Regions from separate parts of the Hordeum vulgare genome. Here region 2 is linked to region 1. A link is a contact called in public Hi-C data. All regions are on one chromosome and are shown on one strand. The core of a region is the stretch at or near the end of the contact, and the rest is flanking DNA. Distances in the headings are between cores, read along the strand shown.

Evidence for each region. Hi-C and Micro-C count contacts between places; a contact is called where the count stands out from the background.
Region 2: a Hi-C map of leaf shows a contact between it and region 1, with 4 times the contacts expected there. The contact joins the promoter of LOC123403221 here to the promoter of LOC123403818 in region 1. A contact is called at or near these places in 2 of 6 Hi-C or Micro-C datasets (leaf and seedling).

Annotation. Positions count from the first base shown.
Region 1 is chr6H:385,783,391-385,789,578 of MorexV3_pseudomolecules_assembly, forward strand. LOC123403818 (ACT domain-containing protein ACR3) reads right to left here and starts at 4,400. Exons shown (of 8, transcript XM_045097735.1): 1 at 3,930-4,400; 2 at 3,749-3,855; 3 at 3,508-3,602; 4 at 3,333-3,378; 5 at 3,076-3,190; 6 at 2,917-2,984; 7 at 2,017-2,763; 8 at 1,387-1,926. The coding sequence starts at 3,566. The coding sequence ends at 1,600.
Region 2 is chr6H:386,169,451-386,175,503 of MorexV3_pseudomolecules_assembly, forward strand. It overlaps LOC123403221 (serine carboxypeptidase-like 34), which reads left to right and starts at 3,658. Exons shown (of 8, transcript XM_045097170.1): 1 at 3,658-4,190. The coding sequence starts at 3,914.

The DNA of each region.
Region 1 (6,188 bases), core at 3,150-5,649:
TTCCTATGACCCAAGTCCACCAACACTGAATCGATAAAAAAACATCATCTTCTATTTTAACCACTTAGGGGATGAAAACTGTCTCATGCCACGTGATAATATCTTAAAGTTTAACGCACACGATTAGTCCGCAAGAGGCATTGTCATCAACCACCAAAACTACTTAGGGAAAATTATGCTCTTACAACTATTACACCACTAAGTTGGTAAAACATGTCACCCATACTAGGAGTAAGGAATATGTACCTTATGGTGATCTTATAGTTGGCTCTGTTGTCCACATGTATGTGCCAAAACCCATCTTTCTTTGGTGTGGGCAGGGTTGGCACAATACATGGGCTAATGTTCTCTCCAATGTGCCCTTTTTGCGAAAAAATAATCTTTGTGTTTCTACTTCAATATAACGTGCTCTTTTGGATTCATTTATTAGTGTGAAAGATTAGAAAAGACTTCCTTCCAAAATTAAGTTAATAATATATTGAGTTCCTCTCAATAGGTTTTGTGACTCTCCAAGTATGTTATGAAATTATGCTAATAAGTCACGTACCTTTGTTGAAATTTTGACATCCATGCGTTCTTCTATTTTTAGAAATATGTGTGGGACACAATTTTGCCTCCTTCAAGTCTTCCATAACAAATAAGTGCAGTGCACAAATCACACAACACATTTGAATGATAATGCTTGTCCAAAGAAAGTGGCAAGTTGTCAAAATAACTGCGAGGAGGTCCACAGAGACCACAAAAACTTACCAAATGGCCCTTGAATATTTTGAAATTTTTCTTAGATGCCCTTATTTTCCTCAAAGAAAATCATTGGGAAATTATAAATAGTAGAAAATGCCAAAAACTTTCAATAAACTAGGGGAAGATCCAAAAAATAGAAGGAAATTCGTGAGGTTGAGAAAAATATAGGCATCCCCATCTGACCTCTTTTCACCCTACTGGGCAAAGATTCGTTTATCTCTCTCTTCGAAAGATCATCACAAGCTTCGAAAAATTGAGAAAAACCCTTGAATGTGTCTTCAGTCTCGATGATGGCGGCACATTGTGTAGTCAGCCTATTGAGGGCGTCGTTGTGGCTGCGTTTCTTTGACATTGGCGAGCTAGCTCGGATCCTATCTCAAAGCTCCCTCGGCTCTACTTCGAAACGGTTCTAACGAGTCCCTATCTTTTACACGCGATGTCGAGGGCATCACTCTCTGTCCTCAATGTGTGCAGGCAAGATCGGTGCTCCACGTCCCAGAGCGAGGTCCCTCTCTAGCGACAATTGTGTGACTGTGTGCGTGCGGCGTTTCTCATGAAGGTGCGGTCTCTCTTCTAGTCAGTAGGCCCAGGTGTGCCTTGATGGAGTGTGGGCACTATTGTAATCTGGTATTATCTTTGATCTGCTTTCTAAGAGATTTTCCTTATCATTTTGTATCGATTCGACCGTGTTGTTTTACATATAAAGCGGGTCGATGTTTTTCTCCGTTAAAATTCAAAGAAAATGGGGAAACTTGTTGGAGAAAATACACCAAGAGCTGCCATACGGACTACTCCAATTGGGGCCATTTTACAACAATTTGTACGACGGGAAGGGCCAACGGGCAACGGCTGAAATTATGCCCCTAGTTTGGCGAAGAGGCCGCCGAAGGAGAAGAAGCTGGTCTTGGCCATGCTGCCACCAGTCTTCTCCGGTGCCTTGCCATCGGGCACCTTCTTGACGTTGAGCATGACGGTCTGGCCGACCTGTCCCCGGAGGCCCTCGATGGTCTTCATGTCCACCGGCTGCCCCGACGCGTCGCGCACGTAGAATACGTTCATGGCCTGCTCCCCCACCGTCGTCACGTCGGCCCTCGTCACCGTCAGGCCGTGCTCCCGGAGAACCCTCGTCACGTCCGACAGCAGCCCCACCCTGTCCCTCCCGCAGAGCTCGAGCGTGAACCCCTGCAATGTAGCCCGTGCCGGCGTCAGTCAGAAACAGCGCGCCGTCGACCGGAAAATTGAACCGAATTCTGTTGCTGTACCACCACCTACCTCGGACACTCTTCTGGAGATGGCCGCTTCGAGGCACTTGGTCACCTTCTCTGCTTCGTCCTTCAGCAGCGTGCGCCCGTCCTTGCGACGAATGTACAGCTCCTGGACGCCGTAGATGCCCTCGGAGGTGACGGCGGCGTGGAAGACGACGTACTGCATGTCCGTCAGCGTGCAGACGATGTCGAACAGCAGCTTGGGCCGGTCCCTGCACCTCACGTTCACCACCGAGTAGTCCTTCTCCTCGCAGTGCTCCACGGTCACCGCCGCGCCGTCGTCGTCGGCAGGATGGCCCTGCGGCGCACCGTCGCCGCCCAAGTCCATGTCGGCGTGCATCAGCTGGTGCAGCCGGCGGTCCACGTGGGTGGAGCCGGCGGAGAAGTTGGTGTGCGCTCCGCGGCCGCCGCCGTCGCCGTCGTCGTCGTTTCCGCGGCCGTGCCCGCGGAGCACGTGCCTCAGTCGCTCCTCGATCCCGGCCAAACGGCACGCGTCTTCGATCGCCTGGCCCGAGGACACGTCGTTGACGTACACCACGCAGGCCACCCTCGTCCTGTGCGTCCAGACCTCGGCTGCCATGACGTTGCACTGGAGCTCCGCCAGGACGGCAAAGATCTCCGAGAGAAGGCCCGTCCTGTCGGCCCCCTTGAGCTCGATGGCGGTGTGGTCGCCGATCGAGTGCATCCCGACTGATCTCCCAGGCGAATTGCTGCCCTTGGTCGCGCCGGGTATGTTGCTGCCCGGTCCTAAGGCCTGTCAACAAGCAACAATTCAGCTCCCATTCAGTTTCAGAGTAATAATCTCAGCTTCTTTATGGAAAACTAATTATACTAACAGAGATTTCACCAAAGTAATCTAATGTCTCAAATTAAGAGTTAAAACGGATGGTTATTGGAAGTTGCAAACCTTCTCGATGTACTGAATGGTCTTCTCATCGGTCACCTTGTGCCCTTGCTTATCCAGCACATGGAACACTGCATCGTTTAGTCGCAATATACAGCTCAAATTGCAAGGCCGTGTAACAACTTAAGTTGGAGTGGTGATGCATAGCACAGGGCGCCTTACCGTCCATGAACCATCCGCCATCCGAGGTGATGTACGCTTTCAAGATGGTGAGGTCAAGATCGCTCAGGACCTGCACCACCTCCAGCAGAATGCCATTCTTGTTCATGCTGTCCACCTGAAACAGACAAATTAACTGATCATGAGGCAGATAGAGCTGCGTACGCAAATTTGGATTTTGAAATGAAATGATCCCCGGGAGTGAAATGTTCTCTGTCTGTCTCTTGCCTCTGAACAGGATGGCTTCAGATGATCCTTACCTTCACTAGGGTGCAGTCGCGGCATGTGTTGTTGTCGATGCAGACCCTGCAGAAGTTTCATCGTGTCAAGACTCAAGAGCAGAAATTAGCAGGATTTCTAGCATAGCAAGTGAAGGCATATGAACCGGACAATGAACAAAACCGATCAAATTCTGCAGCTTAATTAGAGACCGACCGAGGAGGGTTGATGCGCTGATTGAAGTTCTCATACTCCGGATCAAAGTAAGGCCGCATCTTTCCCCGTCAGTGAGTGGATCCTTCACCCTGCCACTGAGAATGAATTGGGAGCCAGCGTTATCAGTGTGATCCATGTATTGCGATCTCCAATCATGAGAGCAAAGACTTCGATCCAAATTAACAAAGGGGAAGAGCATAAAGCTGATGTAATCACTTTGGAGAAATGGAAACAGACTAACCTTTCAGTCGATTCTTCCGCCAGGGTAGCTTCAAAGTTGCTCCTTTCCCCAAATTTTCTTTTATATCTTGGATCGAAAGCGAAGCTGGTACCGGGCACCGCGGTATCCTGAAAAGTCATCGGATGTTTCGAATCAGTTACAGAAACAAGGATACCCACCTCATGAAACTAAAGGTACTTACTTAGATATCTCGAGTTTCTTATGAACTCAGAGACCGAGGCGAGGACGTAAAGAATTAGGAAAAAATAATCTTGGAATCTCAGAGCTGGTTCTTTCCTTTTCCAGGGAACAATAGTGTATGAAATCAACAACCACGACGGCTGGGCAATATTTCCTTGAGACCGTCATAGGGGCGTAGACTAAAGCAAACAAGCAAGATACTATTTCGCCTCATGGTGCCCCGAACAATTCAGCAGAACGGCGAGTGGCTGTGGAAATGGGTACTTTATGTGCTCGTCATGGCTTGAATGCTATGCAGAATCAGCAACCGCAGGCGAGCCACAGCCAAATTATTGCTGGAATCTGACTAGCTAGAGCTACACCGCTCCTCGCATTAGAATAAGCTGTGAGGAATCAAGAACACGTCAGGTTGACTAGATAGGGACCACGTCTTTCTTTCCCCACTCGCCAGGCAATTGGACAAAGCCTTCTTCTGTCTGCTGCTGTCGTGGCCACTCGCGGTTAATTATGGTGTTCTCACCCTTTTGCGAAAATTCAGTCCAATCAAACCCTGGTTTGATAAAATTTTAGAATATGATATTTTTTCTATTGCCGGGCCTGATGATGTGGCGTATAACAGCTTACTCGGTAGGGTCGACGGCAGAGGCAACAAGCGTTTAGTTACGCTGACGTGGATTTACTGTCAGGGTTTTCAACGATAATTGTTATACCCTACCGCCATCGACCTCAAGGGTATTGTTCGAACAATTATAATCCATGGATGGCGGTAGAGTATAAAAACCTACCGCTGTCGTGTCTGGCATTAGGCTCTTCATCCACGTGAGCAATTTCCTACGGCCGTTTATCTCTCTTGTCACCCTACCGCCATGGACCTTTGCGGTAGGTCGTTATACCCTACCGTCATATACCTCGGCGGTAGAAAAAGTGTTAGATCCTCATTTTTTTTAAACCGGGGTCAGATCTGGCTTAACTTTCGTAAACGAGTTAAAACACCAAAATTTACCGCAAGTAGCGAGAAATCTCGGTGCCTCCGCTCCGGCTAGTAGACATGTTAGGGTTTTAGCCCTCAAATCTCGATGCTTAGACGGATGACGACGCTTCTTATTCGAGCTGGTCTTTCGTGCTTCGATCCTTCTCAAGTTTGTTCAAGGACAGATTACAAGAAGCTACTGCGTTAGTTCATCTCTTCATGAGGATGACAATGTTAGCGTTTCGAGCTTTAGTGTGAGATTGATACAAGGACTCAACAATAATGACTACAATTCCATGGTGTTGCTCTCACGAGCGTGTGCATGAAGACTTTTCGACTGTCATCGGCAAGGTCAGACAGCTCCGGTATGGGAGCGGCGACATAGGGGTGCTCGCGGCTCGTTCTGACGGCGACATTAGTCGTTCTGCGGTTTAGGGACCTTGATATAATTTTTATTATGTTTGGCTTGTTTTGTACTTCTGTTGAACTATTATGATATATGTAACTCCTTTCCAATTTTTTGATTAAATAGGAAAAGCAAATTAACACCCTAGGAATAATACCCTAGCTATCAGTTGCCTATTAGTTCTTTGTGATCATGTGTATCTCATAAGTCATATTGGATTAATCAAATGATTAATTTGAATATTTTGTTTTTGTCATTTTGTTAAATGGTGAAAAACAAAACCCATCTTCCTTTCAATGTTCTAGTGTCAGACTCACACCAAATCTTTGACACATTCTTTTTCTGACATTTGAGACTTGTTCAGATTGTTTCCCATTTTTAGCATGGCACTAGCTACCGTCCGCAATGCAACCACCATTTATCCGATAAATGCAGATATTTTATAAATAAATGTCAAACTACCTTCGAGTAAGTTGAAATAATTTATGTGGTGTGGAGGTTATATATACGGGGTAGGCGTAAGTATGTAGATGACCCACCAAAGGCCCACGACCCAACCAAGATATGACCGAGAAGACCATGGGCCATGGGGAATCGTCATTAAACCATCAAGGATAAGAAGGGTGGTTCAGGACCGCACTAAGTCCATACGATCGGACACTGAGCCGCCCGATGGCCAAGGACTAGCAGTCAGCAAGGGAGACAAAGGGAGCAGCCGGCTAAACCATGAGTCAACGGCTACCGAGGATACTTCTCACCCATGATGTCTTAATGATGACAATTACCCAACGATGGTATAATATTGTTAAATACGCCAGTTACAACTAGTAAAGTAACAAATTAATACCGTGAAGCAGTCATCCAGGCCTGAGACCATTAACAAC
Region 2 (6,053 bases), core at 2,408-4,907, 390 kb after region 1:
TGCTTCATATTATATATCTTGCTATCACATAGTTGTTTATCTTGCTTAGCATAAATTATTGGTGCATATAGGTGAGCCTAATTGTTGTAGGTTTTGTGCCTGACAAATTAAATGCTAGTTTTATTTCATTTTTGTTCAAGCCTAAATCATTATTATTATGAAGCGTCTATTCACCCCCCCCTTTAGGCGACATCCACGTCCTTTTAGAATGGCGTCCGGCCAACGATTTGGCCAGCAAGCGAGGCATTTGTCATGCTCGGACATTGATTTCATTTTGGCATGTCCGGAATGTTGAATTATGATTTGCTTTGCTCTGTTTCGTATTGTTGAATTCGGACAATTTGTATCGTATAGTCCACATGCATGGATTGCATGGATTTGAGGCTCCACATTTAAGATATGTTGACGTACGACAACCCATATAAGGGGCCCGCAGACATATAGGGGGCTAGATTTGTAAAGTTTGGGTGTAGATGCTCTAAAAGCATCTACAACCGGACTTAGCAAATATGAAACCCTAAATTTCATATGTCTTATCATCTTCGATTTGAGCCCAATTTGAAACCGTTCCCAGTTAGTGAACACGCGTGTTCGATTTGAGCCCAATTTGTTCTTCTGCGTAGCCACAATTTTCATCTTCTTCTTCATATATCTGGCCACTTGCATGCGATTGATGAAGATAAGAGAAAGAAAAAAATAATAAAGAAAGAAAGAGAAAAAAAATGGTTCGGCGTGGAGCTGCTTCCTACGTGACGGACTCACTCGACACGTTCGCGAACTCTAATTTTTTATATTTATCCTTAATATAAAAACTCGCAAACAATATAAACGTATAAAGATAATACAAGGATATAGAAGAGGTGGTTTAAGACTCCGGTTATATAGATGATATAAAGATGGCATCTTCTTCAACGGGTCGTATGTATCCATCACCTTTGTGTACTAGTGTCGCATGGAGAAATAGTACACTACTGCATTCCACTATGTTTAGGTGGCGGTGGTCAAACAGGTACTCCATCATTGGATCGATGGTGACCCTCGCGTAAGGGTATTAGTTATTCGTGTTCGTGCTTCCAGTGCAGACAAAACGCTGGGTTACTGTAATGGCTAGGTCGAAGCTATAGACTGGTAAGAGCATCTATAACCAAACTCTTCATATTGACCGGCGGTAACCACTACCCGGACCCCTCATATTGACCGGACGGAGGCGGTAGCCGAACTCCTTATATTGACCGGACGGACGCGGTAACCATTAACCGGACATGAGTGAAGAAAAAATTGATTCAACCGTATCCCTCTATCCGGACCCTTCATATTGACCGGACCGACGCGGTAGCCGGACTCCTCATATTGACCGGACGGATGCGGTAACCATTAACTGGACAGGAGTGAAGAAAAAATTGACTCAACCGTATCCCTCAAAGCTTTTATAAGTGTTCGGGCTGTCTCGCAGTTTTTATCAATGATGTGTGTTCGTCAAGGACCCATCACATAGCATTTTTTTAATTTTTTTTCTCTCTTCTTCTCCATCAATCACATACATATAACTTGACATATTTAACAAAACATGGCTGCATAAACGAAAAAAATAGAAAGTCAAAGGTGCTTAGTGAATTAAATTTATTCAGTCAGGCTATAGATGCTAACGGAAGACAAGTTCTCCGGCCGGCAGACGGCAGGGTCCGGCCGGCCGAAACGTCATCTTGATGTGGAAAAGGTCCACGCATCAACCATGCTTCTCTCTGCTGCTGTTCAGCGATATAGGGCGCACGCTAAATCCATCGTTGAGACGGCCAACTAATTGACTCAAAAAACTTCAGAACACAGCAAGACATTACAGTCCAACAATAAAGATTTCTCTGGGGGGAGGGGGGGGGTACCCATATTAGTGTGATTGTTTGCAAATATAAGATTTTATTTGGTAAATCTAGGTAAACATTTATTGCCTTATGAAAGAAATCAAAATTCTATTTGATAAGTCAATAAGAGGTGGTGCAAAATGGGTAGAAAATACTACCAAAGATGAAAAAAAAATCAAAATAAAAAGAGGGAGGGGGAATGTAAGGTTGAACGAAAGACAAGCGGACGACAGGATTTTACGGTCTTTTTAAGTGCAACAATTTTCTGCTTCACAAATACTTTCTTATCACCATTCAATAAAATCTTCACAAGCTACTCTATTAAGGAGTAATATGTTTTATAATTTACTGTTTTTAACATCGGGTGCTCATTTGACAAGTTTCCCAACATGTCATGATATCCACAATGTTCTCCCGATCTTTTGATGAGAGGTACTTCTCCAATATGGACAGAAATCGACCTTGACAGCCCGATTACACCAGACACTAGATGGTGCAAGGGTATTAGCGATGTTGAAGATATGGTCAGCCTAACCATAAAGGTCTAATACATGTGTGCAATTGAGAGCAAGCAATTAAGATTAACAATCTGAAAATTCCAAATTTGGAGAGGTTCTGACATCGGTTTGTTGACGGTCATTGAGCACACAGTCTAGCCCTATCAACAACAAAACACAAATACATAGGGGGAGAAACTAACAAACTAACATGATTAATGTGTTAGGTTGTACCGTGTTAAATGAGAAATTACCTTCTCAAATAGAAAAACCTAAGATGGTGTTTCTTTTCAAGGGACTAGACTTTTTTTTAGTCCCAGGGACTAAAGAAAAAAGTTCCTCCAGTAGAATCTTTTTCTAGTCTCTTACAAAAAGTCCTTCCTGTTTCTTTACCTAGGGACTAAATGAGATTTTTTTAGTCTAGTTTCTCTGAAACACCACCTAAGAAATCTGATCTTAAGACGTATTAATGAACATTAATGAGTATTCGTGAAATATTGTGTAGTAAATGGAGTAAATGAGTAAAAATATACTCCTCCGGATACTAGTCAATATTCCCCGCCCATCAAAATCCACATGTTCTGACATCCGTTTGTTGACGATCATTGAGCACATAGTCTAGCCCTATCAACAACAAGAGAGAGAGAGAGAGGGGAAGAGACTAACAAACTAACATGATTAGAGGGTGCTTGGATCCAAGGGGCTTATTTTAGTCTGATTAAAAATAGTCTCTTTTAAGAGGCTAAAGTTCAAGCACCCGTGACTAAAGAGGGGCTAAAACTAGTCTTGAGACTAAATTTTTGTAGTCAAGGATACCCCTACTAAAATGTGGATTAGTCCTCTATTTCCTTATTTAACTCCTCTCCTTTAAGAGAGGAGAGTTTTGGATTGAAGGGTTTGGAGGATAATAAATGCTCATTAACTTGATTTTAGTCTCTTTAGTATTTGGATCCAAGCATGGGTGAGGCTAGCAAATTTTAATCCCATTACTTTTAGTCATGGGACTAAAACGTATTCAAACATTCTCTTAACGTGTTAAATGAGAAATTACCTTCTTAAATCGGAAAACCTGAGGAATTTGATTTTAAGATATGTATTATATTAACGAACATTAATGAGTACTCGTAAAATATTGTGCAGTAATGGAGTAGATGAGTAAAAATATACTCCTCCGGAGTAGTCAATATTCCCCGCCCATCAAAATCCACCTTTCCTCCACGGCTGTAGCATTCCAAAAATGGGAGCATCCGTTCGTGCGAGTCAGATATTTCTTTAAAACGCTCTAGTAATCTGAATGGCGTCGGATCAGCTCCTCACAAGGAATCCATCATCTCATCGCATTTGATCAGTACTCGATGGTTAATGCCCGTATCTTAATAAGGCGGCAATTGAATTACTCCTTCATTACAGACAATCATGACGCGACGACAGCACGCTCCCGCCATTAATCAGCGAGCTGTCCTCCTCTCCCTATATATACAGCCCGCCCCGGGAGCTATGCGACGACGCAGCAGCAGCAGCAGCTAGCGCGCTAGAAACCAAAAACAAAGAGCAGCAATGGCCACGCCCTCCGCCGTCGGCTGCTTCCTCGGCCTCGCCTTCCTCCTGCTCTGCGGCGCCGTCCGTGGCGGCGGCGGCGCGCCCGACGCGGAGGCCGCGCGGCAGCAGGCGGCGGACCGCGTGGGGCGGCTGCCGGGGCAGCCGGCCGTGAAGTTCGCGCAGTACGCCGGGTACGTGACCGTGGACGAGGCGCACGGCCGCGCGCTCTTCTACTGGTTCTTCGAGGCCACCGCCGGCGCCGCCAAGAAGCCGCTCGTGCTCTGGCTCAACGGAGGTACGTACTTCTACTACGTAACCACCAGTCCACCATTAATAATTCCTCGCGACGGCATGCCCGTCGTGCGCGTTTAATACTGCTGCAAGTAGGAGCAGGAGTAGATGGGAAATCGGGGATGGGGATGGGCTCGGTTTGGGTCGCTTGAATTCTGTCGCCGCTGATAATTGATTGAGGCGGACGTTCCTTCTTCTTCCGCGTTCCGGATGAACACATTGATTTTGTGAGCGGGGAATCTTCCGAAAATTAAGAACGGGAGTGGGTGGTTAGTACGTATGCTGCGTTGTCCACAGTAGAGATGCATTGGCCGTACCCGTACGAGTGAACTGCGTTCGCATGCAATCGAGAACATGCTCTGAATATCAGTCCACGGTACGTGTATGAGTACTACTATCTGCGCTGTGCCCATTTAATAGCGACATTCTAAGCTTTTGAAAGGCTTTTTTTTAAGCTTAAAATAAAAATGCTTTTTTTTTAAGTCCAAAGGCGTGACATTTTAAGTGATCAGGGTGGTTGTTCGACAATGGAAATGTAGAGAGTGAAAGCTACATCCTGCCAAAACGTCTTATATTTAGAAACAGAGTTAGTACAAATTAACCACAAATACACAACTAGGCTTAATTGAATCGACGGTGTGAAAGGCTTGACCAATTTTGGCAAATCCTATTATGTGCATAGCAGTTATTGATGAATTAAACCGTATTGAGCTAATTTTGTAAGCTGCTCTGAATAGTATAAGTTATTTTAAAGATTTCACTGCGGACTACATACGGATGTATATAAACATATTTAGCGTGTAGATTAACTCATTTTCTATGTATATAGTTCGTAGTAAATTTTTAAAAAAACTTATATTTAGAAACAGAGATTGACTCTATAGTACTTCCTTTATAAAAAAATATATATGAGTGTTTAGATCACTATTTTTATGATCTAAATGCTTTTATTTACCGAGGGACTACAAGGTAACATACGACATGGTTGGCCATACCCTTTCTGTTTGACACGACGCAAATTTCAAACCATTTTTTTAGATCAAGCCGTATAGTAGCAAACACCAAAATATTTGAAATTAGATGATTTAGCCTAACGAGATTAATTACCATACGCTATATTAAGTGCCAAGCATGGTCATAATGATTCTAAATACACACGGTCATGATAATGTTGTAAGGGAAACACAGTCAAACTTCCTAAATTTTGGTCCTTGACACATACTGACATGATATGAATAGACACATGAAAATGATAGGTATTTTCCCTGAAGAAAATAAAAGAAAATAATATGGTAGGTTTTTATTATTCTCAAATCGTTAATTTGCCGTACTGTGAAATATAATGTACTAGCTATACTCCGTACTAAACTATCTACATAAACCTATCTTGTCCGAGCAAAGTTTGGAGCTTAGTTGATGGTTCATATAGATTAGGTCGTGCTTATCAACATGTTTTTTGAATTTTCTATCTTTATATACGATTAATTATATACAGTACCAAACTATTTACATAAGACGGCCATGCCTGGTCTATTTTGAAGTTTAGTAGATGCTCTGTAAACAAATGTAGAAATTAAGTGAGACGCCCCCCGTCATATCCTTTTCGATCCGAAGCTAGCCAATTCTACGGTCAAGCTGCAGCACAGAACAAGCCGACGAGGGCCACACGCTGTCCGGCCGATATAGTTGCTGTCCACAAGAGCAATGTGTTGTCATGCACGCTCCCTAGATACGTACTACCATGTGCTGCCGGTGGTGCGTGACCGGCGGGTGTGTATGATCTACGACGGCACAGTAGGTAGCTAGCTGCTGGTCCCGTGTGCACGTACGTTCCACAAGGACGGCCCGGGGCGGCACGCTAGCTACA